2 separate regions of the Hordeum vulgare genome follow, and region 1 is linked to region 2. Evidence: chromatin contacts called from public Hi-C data. All regions are on one chromosome and are shown on one strand. Each heading gives the region's core, a stretch centred on a gene start, on an enhancer-like site or on the middle of the called end of the contact. The rest is flanking DNA. Distances are from core to core; before and after follow the strand shown.

What was found. Hi-C and Micro-C count contacts between places; a contact is called where the count stands out from the background.
Region 1: a Hi-C map of leaf shows a contact between it and region 2, with 5 times the contacts expected there. The contact joins two enhancer-like sites. A contact is called at or near these places in 2 of 6 Hi-C or Micro-C datasets (leaf and seedling).

The regions. Positions count from the first base shown.
Region 1 is chr2H:588,632,380-588,635,079 of MorexV3_pseudomolecules_assembly, forward strand. LOC123427489 (protein CHROMATIN REMODELING 19) reads right to left here. Exons shown (of 13, transcript XM_045111553.1): 13 at 2,209-2,523. Among protein-coding and RNA genes, the nearest start is that of LOC123427489, 9.6 kb to the right of the region's middle. Within about 2 kb of position 1,377, at least 3 of the 3 cell types and tissues checked have open chromatin away from gene starts, as enhancers often do. A contact at or near this core is called in leaf and seedling, where this site is marked.
Region 2 is chr2H:588,250,872-588,253,571 of MorexV3_pseudomolecules_assembly, forward strand. No RefSeq gene overlaps it. Among protein-coding and RNA genes, the nearest start is that of LOC123427487, 31 kb to the left of the region's middle. Within about 2 kb of position 1,295, at least 2 of the 3 cell types and tissues checked have open chromatin away from gene starts, as enhancers often do. A contact at or near this core is called in leaf and seedling, where this site is marked.

The DNA of each region.
Region 1 (2,700 bases), core at 127-2,626, 380 kb after region 2:
CCTTCCCGCTCGCAGAAAGTGAGAAATAGGGGTGCCCTTTGTGATTAGGGTTTCTGAACCCGCCTCAGAAGAAACAAACAACAAAAATAGTTGTCTAGAAAGAAAGGAACAAAAAAAACTTGAACCAAAACTGAAATTTCTGGTGACGACGCAATCTATCGCCATCCTTGTAATCCAGAAGTCAATCCAGTACTCCCTCCGTCTCGGTGCATTAGGCATATTAGAAGGTGCACTGCAACCTAGGCACGTTGAGATTGGGTAGGAGAAGAAATTAAATTGTAGAGGAAGCCAATCACATTATTCCTTTCTCAATTAAAAACATGCTATTAATTAAAAGACCTCTTCAAATCCAAAAAACATGACGCATAAATTGGATGCATTAGTCCTTCAATTAATAGATGTGGTCTAATTAATATGCATGCAATTAGTACTACTCTAATGTGCCTTAGTGTTTTGAAATTGTTTATTTTTCATAAGATGCCTATTGCACCGAGACGGAGGGAGTATAATCTGACATTTCACACCCGCGATAATTTCGGAGGTTGAAAGTGAAGTATTGACACGTGCACTAGTGTCTCTGTCCCGAGTCCGGGCCTGCCAAGAACATCTGTGTGCTCCCTGTGCCGTCAACCGTCCCAATCAATCGGGTATACTTTCCACCAGTTCCCTCGCCTGCAGGGTAGACGCGCGCATAGAAACGAGCGAGCATTTCTAAGATGCGATCGATTGGGAGAGGAGAATTTTCTCCCCATGGTCCTAGCTACTACAGTAGTACTGCACTAGTTTAGCCTCCTACGCGACGGAGCCAGCGGAGGTAAATTTGTTGCTCAATTTCCAAAGGCTACGTGTTTAGCCTCTCGTACGTAGGTAGGTGCTGTAACAGAGACAAACCACCGCATTCAAGCCGCGGTAGGATCAGGGAAAAGATGAAACCCGACAACGAGAGGAATGTCGAAGACTATATCTAGTAGTGTAGTGTAGTAGCTCGTACTCTGTTCTCCGGCAATGTAGTCCAAGGCTGCATTAATTGGTGCTTACTCTCTGCGTTGACGAGATCCTGTCAGCGGGGAATTTCTCTCTTTGGGATTTGATTTGAAAGCGGAAGTACGGGCGCAAAGGTTGAAGATTTCTGTCGACAACAGCGACGTGCATGGACTGGACTGCTGGAGACATATGCATCGACCATTTTCATATCGAAACTCGTCAGGATGGTGCAACAAACTGAAAAAGAAAATATCCCCAAGGTCTCGTCTCTGCACTGTTTTATTAACTGGTTCATGCAGCTGCTACGAGACGGCGTCTAATCATACCGTCCTCCAACGTGCAAAACCGATTTAGTGAAGAATCACGTAAGCACGAGAACCATGCTGCTGCAAGCAAATGCATGATAGATGTTGTCACCGACGAGAGAGACCAGAGGTCAGATCCGGTCCAGAAGACAGGCGTGTATCATGGCTTTCACCGGCGCATCCGTACGTATGTGGGTATGACGCCGACGTCGCCAACGCGAGATCGATAAAGACGCCGGGACAAAGGAGAAGAGGGTTCACGGGACGGCTCCAACTCTCCGTGCCACCCGGCCCTCCCACGCGCGCCCTCCGCGACGGCGGCCCCCACGCCCACGCAAAGATTCCCCTCTCGGTGTGAGTGACATGGCAACATGGGCGCGACAAGGAGAGGGGCCGGGGCATTTCGCTTCTCAAACCCCGGTCCCGGGGGACTGGCCGAGATGCAACTCGCAAGTTCCCAGAAAGGTTTATAGAAAGTTAAATCTTCAATGCATATCCATACAAATTCGAAAGAAAAAAAAAAGTATGTTCCGTACATTGATCCCATTTTGAGCACATCACAGTTGACAGTGCGACGTACCTGGCACTTCGAATGGAATCTGTAGCAGAAACGCCGTGGCGACAACGTCCTACCGAGCTCGCGACGTTGTGATATCAGGTTGAATCTTTCCCGTTCAGTTTTCCAAGAAAACAGGAGTGTTTAGGTTTTTTTTTTTTTTTTGAGAAACCAGGAGCTTTTAGTTTGGCTCGTTTGAACGGTCCCGTCGCCTTTCCGGTCTGATGTATCCCGACAACACCAGTACGCGAGTGCACCACGGCGCATGGCCGCTTCCCCGGTGTCGCTTACACCAGCGTCGCCAGAAGCGTACACAGGCCGGCCGGCTCCAAGACATCCGGACGGCGGCGATGAGAGAGAGGGTTAAAAGGCGCGCAGGGAGGGCAACAAATGGCCCAGGACCGAGCCCACGGGACGGACAGCAAAATCAAATCCACCCACGAGAAGTCATTCCCATGGTCGTCCGGAGACAAATCCCTCCGCCCCAGATGATTCCATCAGATCATTCATGTGCGTGCAGTGCAGCTAAACAGCAACTTCTGAGCCGGTCCGCGATGCAGCCTTTCTCTTTGATTACCCACATCATGGAGCTGGCGCCAGGCCAGGCTTGCCAGAACAAGTACGCCGTGCGGCCCGACGGTTTGGCATCGGCAGCGGCGCTTGCGGCTTGTGCTGTATCTGAACAGAACCATGCTTGAGATTATTCTTACAATCATGCGCAAAGCAAATTCAAGGTGAAGTCCAAAGGATCAAACTAGGCAAAACCAGATCGCTAATCACCCATCCTTCTTGTTATACGGAGGGAGTACATGGATAGTGAATATAAGGTTATTAACAAAAATCACAAACGGGGTA
Region 2 (2,700 bases), core at 45-2,544:
AATTTTGTACCAACTTTAATACAAAGTTGAGTCGTTTTTGAGTCGCTTATTTTGGGACGGAGGGAGTATAAAATAGTGATATAAACATTCTCATATTTCTTTATAAAATACCGTCCAAAATAAGTGACGCAAATTTTATACTAAGTTAATGCAAATTTTATACTAAAACAACGACACTTATTTTAAGACGGAGGAAGTATTAGATAAACTGAATACCCACACCTAAGATAACACCCACTAGGGAGGAGGGCCGATTCACATGTCGGTAATTTTTTCCTTGGCTGCCTGCTCTAATTTGAGATTGGAGCGCGACGTGGCTACAACCAACGATCTAGGTGCGGAAGAGGGAAGATGACGCAAAAGACCGGGATGATGATTATCAAATGTACCCGAGGTAGATCAGACATGCTCGAAAAAATGGTGTCATGGTTCGAGTTCACTACGAACAGTTTAGCGATGCAAACAAATAGCCACATTTGGTAGTTATTTCCATGATGGGAATACCTTTGTACTATTGTAATTTCACAATATAATGTATAGTAGTTCTGTCCCTCATCATTTTTTGTGAAATTTAACCAAATTTATAGAGAAATATCACGTATGCAAAACCAAATATGACTCAGGACAAAGTTTGACCAAGCTTGGTGTCGTTGATGTTGATATTTATTTTCATTAACTTGCTCAAACTATGTAGATTGTAGAAAAATAATAATACGCACTGTATTTTATGTAGAGGAAGTACCGACAAAACTAGGAGGTTACAATGATCTTTTTTGTTGCAGGATTATCAATAAACAACTAGGAGGTTATAGTTTGCAACCCTATGATTCACATCAAACAAGTCATCTAGAAAGAAATTAGTAAGGACTCGGACATGTGATAAATCCTTCAAACGAATCGAGGAAACCCTAGCAAGAACAGTATTACTTTTGTTAACCTAATCAATACCTAACCTAGGAAAACAGTTGTAGCTTTGAGAATCTTTATCGTTGGCGTGTCCTCTGTTGGCAACATGGAACATCAAGCACACGTAGACAAAATTAAAGGCTGATGGCGAGTGACCGGGCTCATCACACATCACAGCCACCCCCCGTCCACTGCAGAGCCTCCCTTTCCTCCCAAGAATAATTGGAAAATCGCAGCAACTTTTATGGGCGACCTTGAGCTTTCACGGTAGCCCGTCCCTGTCGCCGCCGGCGTCACCGTCGTCAACACGACGACGCAGTACGGAGGGGCCTCCACACAATAATCAAAGCGAGCGAGCGAGCGACGAGTAACCACCAGAGGGCAAAGGCCGCCCGCAGGGCGATGACGGGGAAACGCCGAAGCTTTTTCTGATGTACGGCCGGCCGTGTGGAACAGAATGATAGCGCAGTAGCGAATCTTGCATTTCAACTTGAACATTCCTTTGCTGACAGGCGCATTGCACCAACCACCAAACTCTTGCTTTGTCCTTCACCACATGGGAATTTACATCAATTTCTCATACCGACACGTCGTGTGAAGGCGTATGTCACGCCAACTCGGTTCCGGTCACAAGCTATATCTACTCCTTCTGTGGATAGGTTTTTAGACGGAGTGATGGTTTTCATTGTGCAACTTTAATCATTATTGTTCACATAAGTATGCTAATATTTTTTCTTAAGTTCGTGATGTTATGAAATGTTTTCGTGTAGATGTTTCGCACAACAAAGCTATGGAAAGTTTGATATAATGCGAGTCAAAGTTAGGGAAGCTTGAGTGTACATGAGCCGAAAAGTACCCCCAAAACTTGCATCTTTTGTGTAATTCTGGTTCACATGTTTCACATAAACAAGCATGTCGACGACACGCCATGAGCCATGCTCGATGCCACATCTGGAACTCCGCATCACCGCTGGGAGAAAATTACATCTACAGTAACTGAGCTTGGTTCTAGACTTCACTCTCGTCACTGTATTAATGGAAACGCAATTTATGGTCACCGGACTCGCTGAACTCGGTCCCTGTACGGTAAACCATATCGTGTCGGCTCGTATCACTTTCAGGTGGACGAATTTGACCAAAAGAACGTTTTGGCTCGTGGTGCTGGACATGACACGTCGAGGGTTTCTTGTGACCCGATTCCCCTCTCGTTCCTCTTGTCCGCCACCGACCCCCCTCTCGTTCCCCTCGTCCGCCGCCGAAATCGCTCGAATCCTCTACTCCATCATACTACTCCCCTCGTACACAGCCGATTCCCCTTTGATCCCCTGCTCTATGTCCGGCGTGGCTAGCTCATCGGGGGCCGCTGCTGGGGGCTCCCTTTGATCCAGTGCCCTGATTGCAAGATCCGAAAGATCAGGCGGTTTGAGTCCACTACTGAAAACCATCCTGGGTGTATCTTGTATAAGTGTATGAATCATCAGGTTAGAGCATCTCTAATAGACGGTCCAAATGTAAAAATAACTAACTTTTGGACCGTCTGGGGCAAAAAAGATGCTCCAACAAACGGTCCATATGTAAAGAAATTTGGACCGCGGCCTCCCGGTGATGTAAAACTGAAAACTTTGTGATGCAAATTTACATCACGAGATGCAACTGATGTAAAACCGTGTCCGCTTGCCAAACGCCCAACCGCCACTTCATTTCCGTTTCGCCTCGCGACCGCCGCCCGCTCCCGCCCGCCGCCGCCCCGCCGCAGCTCCCTGCTCGGCCGCCACCCTGCCACAGCTCTCCGAC